Regions from separate parts of the Macaca mulatta genome. Here region 2 is linked to region 1. Evidence: chromatin contacts called from public Hi-C data. All regions are on one chromosome and are shown on one strand. Each heading gives the region's core, a stretch centred on a gene start, on an enhancer-like site or on the middle of the called end of the contact. The rest is flanking DNA. Distances are from core to core; before and after follow the strand shown. Region 1 has its middle 43 kb from the start of EOMES. Region 2 holds the start of SLC4A7 (solute carrier family 4 member 7).

Evidence for each region. A called contact is a pair of places that touch in the nucleus more often than the background predicts.
Region 2: a contact with region 1 is called in a Hi-C map of fetal cortex germinal zone, with 2.2 times the contacts expected there. The contact joins the promoter of SLC4A7 here to the enhancer-like site in region 1. A contact is called at or near these places in 4 of 14 Hi-C or Micro-C datasets (fetal cortex germinal zone, fetal cortical plate, fibroblasts and 1 more).

Annotation. Positions count from the first base shown.
Region 1 is chr2:20,880,692-20,887,279 of T2T-MMU8v2.0, forward strand. No RefSeq gene overlaps it. Among named protein-coding and RNA genes, the nearest start is that of EOMES, 43 kb to the left of the region's middle. Within about 2 kb of position 3,045, at least 2 of the 40 cell types and tissues checked have an H3K27ac peak or open chromatin away from gene starts, as enhancers often do. A contact at or near this core is called in fetal cortex germinal zone, where this site is marked.
Region 2 is chr2:21,063,371-21,069,958 of T2T-MMU8v2.0, forward strand. It overlaps SLC4A7 (solute carrier family 4 member 7), which reads left to right and starts at 3,886. Exons shown (of 26, transcript XM_077994142.1): 1 at 3,886-4,188; 2 at 4,640-4,748. It also overlaps LOC704498.

The DNA.
Region 1 (6,588 bases), core at 1,795-4,294:
ACAACCTCACACACAGGTAAAGAGAGGTTGGGTGAGGAGACAAACGTAAAACGCTAATGTAGTACCTAGCACATCACACATCTACAGTAAAGGCGAGCTATTCTATGACTATTTGTGAAATTCTACCGGGAAGAGTCTCTTTGATACTCACTGCAATAGTAGTAGCTACTGAAACCCCTCCCCTCAGTGGCTTCTGGACCTTGAGTGTTCTCACTTCTTGACTGTTTTCTTTAATTTTTTAAAATTCATTTTGTTTTCTTTTCTTTTTCTTTTCTTTTCTTTTTTTTTTTTTTTGAGACAGTCTCACTTTGTTGCCCAGGCTGGAGTGCAATGGCACAGTCTCGGTCCATTGCAGCCTCTACCTCCCAGGTTCAAGCGATTCTCCTGCCTCAGCCTCCTGAGTAGCTGGGACCACAGGCGTCTGCCACCACACTGGGCTAACTTGTTTTGTTTTGTTTTTTGTTTAGTGAAGGGGGGGGTTCACCATTTTGGCCAGGCTGGTCTTGAACACCTGACCTAAGGTGATCCGTCTGCTTCGGCCTCCCAAAGTGCTGGGATTACAGGCGTGAGCCACGACGCCCGGCCTCATTTTTTTCTTCTGGTGAAGATTTTCCCTTTCACCATTCTGGTAGACATCACCTTATATAACTTTTCACCCCACTCACCCAGAGAAGCTGGAAGAAAGGGAAAGGAAAAATACTTCGCTCCATGGGACTCCGCTCACTCTCTTCCTTCCACGCAGCAGAGCAATGATGAAACCAAGGTCAGAGAGTTGGAAAGGCCTTAGGGGAGAGCCAAGACCTGAGTCATATTTTCATTACTATTAAAATTCTCACCCGCCCAAATCCTGCTCCTTACAAGTCCTGTATAATTTATTTCAAGGCCTGTGCCTGGGTGTCTGCTCTAACATGTACTTATGATGCAGCAAAAAATCATTTTACTGTTTTTGCTCTAGCGCTGGCTACGGGGCACAGGTCTTCTCCCGGGTTAGAGACTACTCACTCAGACTTGCCTTTCTCCTCAACATGGCTTTTCCCCTCATCATTCCTTTTCATGTCAGTGGAGATGGGCGTGAGGAAACCATACACTTCTATCCTTGTCATTCAGCCATTTCTGAATCCTAAGGAACTTCGTTACTAGAATTGTCCTCTCCCAGATAGGATCTTTTATTTTTTTCTTCAACTTTTATTTTTAGTTTTTGGGTACATGTGCAGGATGTGCAGGTTTGTTACATAGCTAAACATGTGCCATGGTGGTTAGCTGCAAGGATCATCCCATCACCTAGGTATTAAGCTTAGCATGCATCAGCTATTCTTCCCTCTCCCCACTCTCCCTTTGCTCCACCAAATAGGTCTTTATGGCAATACATAAAAAGGAGCTCACCCTGCATTAGTGACTTCAGAATGTGTGTATGTTTAGGGGTCTATATACATGGTGTATATGTGTTTGGTTGAGGGTAAGTGTATATGTTGGGCATGTGTTGGGGTTAGTTGAGATGGAACACAAAACTGGATCACAGATATTACAGCTCTTAAAATGTATCAGCAAACATTTACTGAAGCCGTAATCTACTGAAAGCACTGAGATAAAGGAATGCATTGCTACATGTGGTTCTTAACCTTGGGATTTTACTATAATCAATACAGAGAGAGAGGATGTGTGAATATATTTAAAATAAAATGAGCAGAGATAATAATTGACAATTGAAAACAAATGCTTTGGGAAATTAAAAGGAGGAGGGATTCACAAAGGTCTGATGGGATTCTAAAAGGCTGCAAGGATAACACAACATTTTAATTGGTCTTTGAAAAAAAATAGGACTTAGATAAGCAGAGTAGAAGGGCAGCCTCTGGAAAGGCTTGCTTCACACCTAAATACACTGCATTACTGGTGGATCAGTCAAAATTATTTTGGTTGTCAGTGGCCAAAAACTCATTCAAATTACAGAGGAAATTAAAATGATCCATGTAACTGAGAAGTTCAAGGTATGATGCTAACTTCAGGTCTCACAAAATGCCATCAGGATACTGTCACCTTCCCTTGGCCTAGCTCTTCTCAGTGTTGGCTTTATTTTCTGGTAGGCAGTCTCTGTAAACAGGACTATGCAGAGCTTCAGAATGAAGTTCTACCAACACAAGACATAGCACGTTTTCCCCAGCAGTGCCAGAAACCTCCTGGATTCTCATTAGCTCGGTGTGGGTCCAGTGACCATCTCATCTATGAATCTGTTGCTTTAACTTGAGGTATGGAATTCTCTAATGGCCCAATCTGAGTCATGTGCCCACTCCTAGAGCCAGGTGGTCAGAATAGTCCAACCTGAACCTCGTGAACTGAGAGTGGAAGAGGGATGGTTCTGCAAAGGGACTCAGGATCCCATCACCAGAAGAAAGGAATGGATTCTGAGCAGACAAAAACAACAGAGGTTCACTGTCATCTCTTCCTTCAGCAATCTGTTGATGATGGCTCCTATTAACTCCTTTCCTGAGTTTCATAATTCTTTTATACTAATACGAGAGGTTCTTGAACATATAACTTATCCTTAATTGTAGACCCTAACTCTCAGCCTGTAGAAGTCTATTCTACATTTACTGATAGGAGACACTTGGGATAATTAATTCAAGCACTCAGGGAAGTGAGCACTAGCAAATCCTCCCCATTCAGAATGAAAAGTGAAATTAGGGCTGAACTGTTTTCTTCTATTTTCTGAACTATTTTCTTCTAACTATTAATAGCTATGATTTTTTTGACCAAATAGTTGAGAAAGAATGAGACTCTGGCATTCATGACTTATCTCCATGAGGAAATCCTGCCTCTTGGGATGAACCTAGGAGGTTTCCATAGGAAGTGTTCAATTCAATAGAAAATGAAAGTTTAAAGACATTTCTGGATATTTTTGTTCCCAGGGATGAGATTTACCCAGGTCATGGCTCTCTCTACCCAAGGAACAATGTCATGATTTTATTATTTCTTAATAGACCAACACTCAGGATCAAGATAGAAGTGCAAATGAGCTGAATAGTGCTTGCAAATTGGGACTTGGCAAACGTATTTGGCAATGAGCCACGTACTTTTTCATTCTGAAGGCTTGGTGTTGAAAAATGCCTAAAGCTACACTCAGCATCTGCATCATTAGGGTCTAGGAAACTAGGCAAATTCACTGGTCTGTCATTTTAAACTATAAGCCAATTTGTTTCTCTAGACATTACATTTGAGCCTTTAATGAAGTAATAGATATTTTATAGATTCAGAACTATGTCAGGGTTCAAATGAGCTTTATGTTTGTTAGCATTTATTTTTATCTTTTGTGTTTAATCTTTATTTTTCGTATAATAGTGTTTTTAAACCCTTTTTCATTTAGACCAGACAGTGGCAAATATACTCATATGTATAAGCAAATGTAGAAAAAATGTTTTCTATGTTCATTTTTATCCAAGGCCATATCTATGTAACACCACCAAATTTGTAATTTCCTAAATGAATCAAAACTTTGGACACCATTTATTAAGCTATTATTTTCTTAAAAGGCAATTCAGATTTCACAAACTATACATAAATATATTTTCCTTCAAAAAATATGAACCATTATAAATAAAGCTAGTTTCCTCCTTTCTCCCCCACCCCTAACTCCCAGCCTGGATTTTTCACCACCTTCTCTCTGGTAAACTCTGTTATTAGTTCTGGTGCACGTCCTTCCCCATACGTGTGTGCGCGCGCAAATACACACACATACACACAAACACACACCTACGCCTACCCATAGAAACTTCAGAATATCACTCAGTGTATATTTACATAAAAGATACCATACTGGTTCAGGTGCAGTGGCTCACGCCTATAATCCCAGCACTTTGGGAGGCCAAAGCGGGCGGATCACTTGAGGCCAGGAGTTCAAGACCAGCCTGGCCAACATGATGAAACCTTGTGTCTACTAAAAATACAAAATTAGCCAGGTGTGGTGGTAGGCATCTGTAGTCCCAGCTATTTGGGAGACTGAGACAGGAGAATTGCTTAAACCCGGGAGGTGGAGGCTGCACTGAGCCAAGATCGTGCCACTGCACTCGAGCCTAAACAACAGAGAAAAACTCCATCTCAAAAAAAAAAAAAAAAAAGATGATATCATACTAAACATATTTATCTACAGCTTGCTTTTTAAAATTCAACAGTATGTCATGTAGGTCTATTGATATTTTTACATATGCAGCTAGTCCGTCCCCAATTTATGGACATAGAGATGGCTTCTGATCTTTTTCCATTATAAACAAAGTCATTGCACATATCTTTTCTAATTTGTTGGCATAATAGTCCCTTAGAGTCCTGATAATCCTTGTCATTCATGTAAGGTTGATGGTATGTCTACCCCTTCATTCCTGATCTTAATAATTTGAGTCTTTGCCAGGTGCGGTGGCTCACGCCTGTAATCCCAGCACTTTGGGAGGCCGAGGCAAGCGGATCACGAGGTCAGGAGATGGAGACCATTCTGGCTAACACAGGGAAACCCTGTCTCTACTAAAAATACAAAAAATTAGCTGGGTGTTGTGTCAGGTGCCTGTAGTCCCAGCTACTCAGGAGGCTGAGGCAGGAGAATGGCGTGAACCCAGGAGGCAGGGGTTGCAGTGAGCCAAGATCGTGCCACTGCATTCCAGCTAGGGGGACATAGTGTGAGACTCTGTCTCAAAAATAATAATAATAATAATAATAATAAATAATAATAATTTGAGTCTTCTTTTTTTTTCTTAGTCAGTCCAGCTGAAGATTTGTCAATTTTGTTGATCATTACAAAGAACCAACTTCTGGCTTTGTTGGTGTATTAGTCCATTCTCACACTGCTATAAAGATACTACCCAAGACTGGGTAATTTATAAATAAAGGAGGTTTAATTGACTCACCATTCTGCATGGCTGGGGAGGCCTCAAGAAACTTAAAATCATGCCGGAAGGCAAAGGGGAAGCAAGCATCTGCTTCACAAGGCAGCAGCAGGAAGAAGCAAGCAAAGGAGGAACTGGCCAAACACTTATAAAATCATCAGATCTCATGGGCCCTCACTCACTATCACTAGAACAGCATGGGGGAAACTGCTCCCATGATCCAATCACCTCCCACCAGTTCCTTCCTCAACACCTGGGTTTTACAATTCAGGATGAGATTGGGTGGGGACACAAAGCCAAACCACATCAGTTGGTTTTCTCTACTGTTTTTCTATTCCCTATTTCACTTATTGTCCTCTAATCATTATTTCTTTCTGTTTGCTTTGGGCTGTTTGCTCTTTTTTTCTAGTTTCTTAAGGTAGAGGTTTAGGTGATTGATTTGTGATCTTTCTTCTTTGTTAATATGGGCATTTGCAGCTATAAATTTATCTTGGAGCACTGCTTTAGCTACATAACATATGTTTTGTTCTGTTTTTCTTTTCATTCTTCTCAAAGTTTTTAATACTTTCCCTCTCTCCCCTGAGGGTTCAATAGTTCAGACTGGCTAGACACAGTGGCTCATGCCTGTAATCCCAGCAGTTTGAGAGGCTGAGGCAGGAAGATCTGAGCCCAAGAGTTCAAGACTAGCCAGGGGAACATAGTGAGGCCCTGTCTCTATGAAAATAAAAATAAAAATAAAAAAATAACTGGATATGGTGGCACATGCCTGTTGTCCCAGCTACTCAGTAAGCTGTGGCAGGAGGATCACTTGAACTCATGAACTCAGGACCACAGTGAGCCATGATTGTACCACTGCACTCCAGCCTGAGTGACAGAGCAAGACCCTGTTTCAAAAGAATAATATAATAATAAATAACTGAGACTATCAAATGAATTTACAGCAGGCAGACTAACAGAAGAAAATGTATATATTTGAGAAATGTTGGCAGTCCACCTCTCTTAGAGTGAGACCATAGCCCAGAATGGGAGCTGAGGGACAAGGGAGCCCCCATCTCATTATTTGTGCCTGCCAGGAGCAGCACTTTCAGGGTAGAGCTTTGGTAACATGGCACTGCAGGGAAGCTTAGCAGGCCAGGCCATGTCTGAAATGCCACAGACACTCTCTTACTGAGATTCCTAATTGACTTTCTTGAGTGATCTTCATTTGCTATATGTTCTTGAGACAAATTCCAGAGACTTTAAATGGTTGTTGTTGTTGCTGCTGTTATTTTTGAGATAGGATCTTGCTCTGTCACCCAGGCTGAAGTGCAATGGTACAATCATAGCTCACTGCAGCCTCTACCTCCCAGGCTCAAGAGATCCTCCCGCCTCAGCCTCCCAAGTAGCTGGGACCACAGGCGTGCACCACCATGGCCCAGCTAATTTTAATTTTTGTAGAGATGGGGTCTCACTTTGTCACCCAGGCTGGTCTTGAACTCTGGGTCAAGTAGTCCTCTCACTTCAGCCTCCCAAAGTTAAATGATTGTTTAAAAATTATTTTCACAAGTTAAGTTGTTTTGCTGGAGAGAGACTTTTTATTTCACCATTCTGGAAGTCTCAAGGAAAAATGCTTTTGATTTAGTGTTTATTTAAGTTAAAATAAAGGAAACTAGCCATTAAGACTTTGATAAAAAGCAAAAAAAAAAAAAAAAAAAAAAAAAAAAAAAAAAAAAACTAAAGCTAA
Region 2 (6,588 bases), core at 2,636-5,135, 180 kb after region 1:
CTGCTCCAGATACTCAGGAAGTATTCTGAAATTAGGATACAGCTAAAACTCATTAACTTTAGGTACTACCACTTCATTGCTACTGATGAATTTAGGTTTACATTTGCCTTTGTTTAGTAAATGTTTCCCTGTGCCACATTTCACATTATTATTATTATTATTATTTTTTGAGACGGAGTCTGAACCTGTCGCCCAGGCTGGGGTGCAATAGTGTAATCTCGGCTCACTGCAACCTTGGCCTCCCGGGTTCAAACAATTCTCCTGTCTCAGACTCCTGAGTAGCTGGGATTACTGGTGCCTGCCACCATGCCCAGCTAATTTTTGTATTTTTAGTAGAGATAGGGTTTCACCGTGTTGGCCAGGCTGGTCTCAAACTCCTGACCTCAGGTGATCTGCCCACCTTGGCCTCCCAAAGTGTAGAGATTACAGGCGTGAGCCACTGCACCTGGCCCCAGATGAATATTTAAAATATTCGAGAATACAATTTACCTTTCAGCACCTTGGAACACTTTATAGCCATCTCTAGTTGCACGAAAGCAATTTTAACACATTATCTTCTTGAATGAACTTTGGCTGAGGTTGAATTAAGTGGGCAACTGAGTGATAAATTTTATAATTCAGATCTTTGCTACATTTCTCTTCTAGCAGTTGGGATGAAATGAGGAGTGGAAAAAGTGCATGGCAACAAAGACATCACTAAAAAAATATTTGTGGATTAAATAAACCAATAGTTTTTTCTTCTTGCAAGATAGATGAACAGAAATTCATTGTTTAGCAAGGTCTGCCAAGCATGTATTTTTAAGACCTTCTTGAAGTTGACTACTTAACACTTTCAACTCTGGCACCATGGTTCTTGACTCCTACTTTGTTCTTGTTACTATGGCCACATCCTCAGCTGTCACCTAAGATGCTCTTAGGTTTTAAGAACAGATGTATTACCCCACCTGTACATTTACTCATTTAACACATGTGCTGAGAGTTTACAAGGGCCAAACACTCAGGTAGACACAGGGATATCTGAGAAAAAAACCAAAAACCAAAAACCAAGTTTGCTGTACACATGAAGCTTACATGGAGCTTGCATTTGTGCATGTGTGTGTGTGTGTAGACAATAAGCATAATAAGTCATAAAATATATAGAATGTTATAGCCAGACACAGTGGCTCACACCTGTAATCTCAGCACTTTGGGAGGCTGAGGCAGGTGGATCACCTGAGGTCAGGAGTTCTAGACCAGCCTGGCCAACATGATGAAACCCCATCTCTACTAAAAATACAAAAAATTAGCTGGGCGTGGTGGCAGGTACCTGTAATCCCAGTTACTTGTGAGGCTGAGGCAGGAGAATCGCTTGAACTTGGGAGGCGGAGGTTGCAGTGAGCCGAGATGGTGCCACCGCACTCCAGCGTGGGCAACAGAGTGAGACTCCGTCTCAAAAATAAATAAATAAGAATGGTGCCATAGTAAGAGTAGTTCCACTCACCAGAACTTAAAATCAGTTATTCCTGTGAGTTTCAGCTTCCTCATCTGTAAAATGGAGCTATAACATATTTTGTAGTATTTTTGTTTGTTTGTTTTTGCTGCTCCAGTCAACGAAAGAGACACTTTATTGAGGCTCCAGAGAGGCTGCCCTTCGAGGAAGGAAGAGCCTTGACCTTCCTGGGGTGCAGGTTGTTGGTGTGGTCACACTTCTTGCAGCAGTTGACAGCATGGGGGTGCAGGCAAGCATAGCACTTGCGGCAGATCATCTTGTCAAAGTTGCGTTTCTGGAAGAGCTGGCGGAGGGAAGGCTCAATAATGCCACCTCGCAGGCGCAGCACCAGGTGCAGGGTGGACTCTTCCCAGATGTCGTAGTCTGAGAGAGTTCGGCCATCCTCCAGCTGTTTGCCGGCAAGTATCAGATGCTGCTGGTCAGGTGGGATACCCTCCTTGTCTTGAATTTTGGCTTTGACATCCTCATTGGTGTCACTGGGCTTGACCTCAAGAGTGATGGTCTTGCCCGTAAGGGTCTTCACAAAGATCTGCATCTCTGCGTCTGCAGCTCGGCCGCCTCACTGAAGAAAAAGAGGACGGCAGATATTTTGCAGTATTGTGAGGATTAGAGATGAAATATGTTTGCCAAATGTCACAGTCTCTAATTGTAGGCCTCTTTACATAGTAGCTATTAATAGAGGCACATCTGCTCTTGTACAAGTAAGTGAACAATGTGTGCTGGACTAGAAGTAACTCTGGGAAATTTAGGACAAAAGGGGACTAGGGCTCAAACAAGGAATGAGTCATCCAGCATACCTAGCTACCTATTGCTGACAAAAAGCTGTACTAATACCCTGGTGGAGATGAATAGGATGTGAGCTCCGGATCCGCTGATGTATTTATATATCCTTCCATTGCACGGCTTCAGTTCTTTCCAACTAAATCTCTCCTTATCTTTTTTTATTTTATTTTTTATTTTTTTGAGACAGGGTCTAGCTCTGTCGCCCTGGCTGGAGTGCAGTGGTGTGATCTCAGTTCACTGCAACCTCCGCCTCCTGGGTTCAAGCGATTCTCCTGCCTCAGCCTCCTGAGTAGCTGGGATTACAGGCGCATGCCACCACGCCAGGCTAATTTTTGTGTTTTTAGTAGAGACGGAGTTTCATCATGTTGGTCAGGCTGGTCTCGAACTCCTGATCTCGGGTGATCCACCAGCCTCGGCCTCCCAAACTGCTGGGATTACAGGCGTAAGCGCCCGGCCAAACCTCTCCCTATCTTTATGAAACACTCAAGAGAAACCTGTTAACAATAATGACAATTATCAGGATGCTATGTGCCAGACACTTTTATGAATAGAAATCCCCTTAATCCTTCAATGAGCCTGTGTGGCAGGTATTAGAATCGTCCCGTTACAAAAGGGATATTTGAGAGACGCCCTACAGGGTGGACTCAAGAATGTGGCAGCTGGCCGGGTGTGGTGGCTCACGCCTGTAATCCCAGCACTTCAGGAGGCCGAGGCGGGTGGATCACCTTAGCTCAGGAGTTCCAGACCAGCCTAGCCAACACGATGAAACCCCGTCTCTACTAAAAATACAAAACGTAGCTGGGGGTGGTGGCGCACATCTGTAGTCCCAGCTACTCAGGAGCCTGAGGCAGGAGAATAGCTTGAATCCAGGCAGCGGAGGTTGCAGTGAGCCGAGATCATGCCATTGCACTCCAACCTGGGCTGGGCGACAGTGCAAGGCTCCGTCTCAAAAAAAAAAAAAAAAAAAAAAAAGTGGCAGCTGTCATGGTGCTCAGTGGGCGAGCAAGCACAGGAGGACACCTGGTCAAGTGTACCCCATCTTTCACGGTCCCCGAGTTGGGGTTTGTGCCTACTGGACTTACAGAAAAGAAACTTTCAGGAGTCGTGAAGACCCGTTAGTTGCTTCGGAGGTTATCCTGGGCGTCCTTGAGAGAGGTGGAGTCCTCCTTCCCTGCAGTCTCTAAAGAATGTAGTTAGGAGCCAAGGGAGGTGGTGACCCCCCACCCCATTGAGAACGTCAGGGGAGCTTCCGACTTGAAAAACTAGTTAGACGCTCAGCTTCGGTCAATTAAGCTTATACAAAGAGGGGCGGGGCGTCCTGAGGAGGTGGCACGGGGGAGTTGGGCGGAAGTCCGCCAGCCGCCGATTGGCTGGGACAAATATCCTTTCCGCGTCCCTCCCGCCCCATCTCCGGGTGGCCTAGCGGCGCGGCCCGCGGGCGCGCTGAGGAGGCTGGCGGTGCCAGACTGGCAGGGGGCGTGACCCTAGGAGGCGGGGCGGAGGGCGTGTCTTGCCTGGCCCGGGGGCCGCGCTCGTCACGGTTTGCGGCTCCGCCCCCGAACCCCTCCTCCTACGCGACTCTCCTCCTTCCCGCTCGGTCCTTCGGTTCGCTCAGTTCTAGCTCCAGGTTCCACGCCGCGGCCTCGCTCTTCTGCGAGAGCCAGCCCAGCGGTCGCAGCGCGCACACGCACGCCCCGCGTCTCCCGCGCCCGGCGCCCGGCTCTCCCCACGCGCGCACACCTCGCGCACGGACGCACCCACGTTTCTCCTCGCGCGCCGGGGGCTCGGCGGCGGCGGCAGCAGCGGCAGAAGCAGGCAGACCGCGCGGGGCAATACCGTAGCGGCCGTCACGGGCTGGCCGGCCGGCCATGGAGGCTGATGGGGCCGGCGAGCAGATGAGACCGCTACTCACCCGGGTAACGAGCAGGGTGAGGGCGCCGCGGCGGTGGGGCTCCTCGGCGGGGGTAGGGCGCGGGGCGAGGCAGACAAAGGCGGGGGGCGCGGCGGCCGTCGCGGCTCGGCCACCTAGTCCCAGGCCCGTCGCCCCTCCACCTCCCGGCGGCCGGCGCGCCTCGCCGTCCCCTTTGTGTGGCGGCCTGGGGCGCGGGTGCGAGGGGGCCGGCGGCTGCGCCCGGGAGGCCCAAGTCGGGGCTGCCGGAGACGCGCCGCGGGCATCCTCTGCGCGGCTCAGGCGGGACCCCGACATCCCCACAGAGGCCGCCTGTGACCCCGACCATCCATCCCTTCCCTCAGTGCTCGCCTCCCCTGTTTCTCAGCGCGCTCCCCAGGCGGGGTCCTGGTTCCGGTTGCTTTGGCGCAGGAGTTTCAGATTAGCCCTCGAACACCTATCTTTCTTCTCCTTCTAAGGAGGACGGCGGCTCCACCTGTCTCTAGCCCCAGGCAGTGGTGAAGAGCTGGTTGAATCTTTCCCCCTCTTTCCGAGTGTCCCCTCCCGCTCCGCGGTGCGCTTTGTTCGGTGAGTTCTCCGGCCGCGTGGACTGGCCGCGCTCCTTCCCGGCCAAGGCTGTTTCGCTGTTGCCTGCCGGGTCCGCCTTCTCCACTGGCTGGAACCCGGGGAGTATCCTCCTGCCGCAGGCCAAGTAGAAGGAGGAGGGTGTCCTGAGCTGTCTGGTGCTCCTTCTCTAACTCATCTAGCAAAATCGCGTTTCCTACTGAGACTGGCTTTGGCTTCAGGGTTAGAAGGGAATGGGGATGGACTTAAGGCCGGTGTTCCCATTTGTGATGATGGGTGAATGGCCCATGCTCAAGAAGCGGACTTCCTGCTTTCATTAGAGCACATGCGTCTGTCCCCGCAGTTGTGTCTCCTTTCCAAGTTCGTGACTCAAAGGAGATGGAAGTATTCTAAATTTTCCTACTTCTAATTTTTACTATGCAACCAGCAAAGGCGGGAAGGTTGGAGGGAAAATTGTCCGGTCTTTCACAAGTAAGAGAAAAATTACTTCTATGTTTTTATTCAAGAGTTGTCTTTAAAACTGCCTGTAGGCTTTCCCTTTTAACTTTCAGGATTATTGTTAAGGTTATGGAAAGTAGTCATTCACGAGTTTAGTACGTTCATATAAGTTCTCTAACAGAGGAAAACTCAGTCACCAGACAGTGAAGTCATTTAGCAGTGTTTATTGGAAGATCATTCACAGTGATGGTAATGGAATACTGCAAACTCATCCTAAATAATCTGTAATAATAATAATAATAATAATTATTATTATTATTATTATGTTGGTACAGAGTCTCGCACTGTCGCCCAGGCTGGAGTGCAGTGGTGCGATCTCGGCTCACTGCAACCTCCGCCTCCCGGGTTCAAGCCATTCTTCCGCCTCAGCCTCCGGAGTAGGAGGGATTACAGGCACGCACCGCCACAGCCAGCTAATTTTTTGTATTTTTAGTAGAGTCGGGGTTTCGCCATGTTGCTCAGACTGGTCTGGAACTCGACCTCAGGCAGTCCGCCCGCCTCCCTCGGCCTTCCCAAAGTGCTAGGATTTCAGGCGTGAGCCACCTCGCCTGGCCTTCTGTAATTCTTTGTGTTGCTTTTGAATAAACTGTTTTATATCACTTTCTCTGTGTGTTTCAAGTGTGATGTTGTCTGTTCTTAATTTCAATCGAGCAGTAAAGTGCATTCGAGTTTTCACAGAGCTGGGTAGAAACTATGGTGTGTTCTCAAGTATTGCCTGCCTAGCTACTAGAGGAAGCATATGATAAGGCCATTGCCCTCCAAATTATTCATTCATTGTAATAACACTTATTTGGACTAGTATTTATGCTATTTAGACTGTTATTTACGCTATTTACTGTAGTGTCCAACAAGGCAGAACCAACTCCATCCTAATATTTATTTATATATTTTTGAGACGGCGTTTTGCTCTGTCGCCCAGGCTGGAGTGCAATGGCCTGATCTTGCCTCACTGCAACCTCCACCTCCCGGGTTCAAGTGATTCTTCTGCCTCAGCCTCCCGAGTAGCTGGGATTACAGGCATGTGCCACCACACCTGGCTAATTTTGTATTTTTAGTAGAGACGGAATTTCACTGTTGGTTAGGCTGGTCTCAAACTCCTGACCTCAGGTGATCTACCAACCTCAGCCTCCCAGAGTGCTGGGATTACAGGCGTAAGCCATGGCACCCGACCCAACTCTATCCTGATAGAAGTGATATTTGAGTTGGGAGACAGATGACAAAGGAATTACTAAACACTGCTGTTAGTGACGTGGTAGGGGAGCACTTTAGGAGGGTAAACCTCCTAAGTCTTTGAGAAGATAAGGCTTGGCTACAGTTAACATATATAAATAAATAATAGAAATCA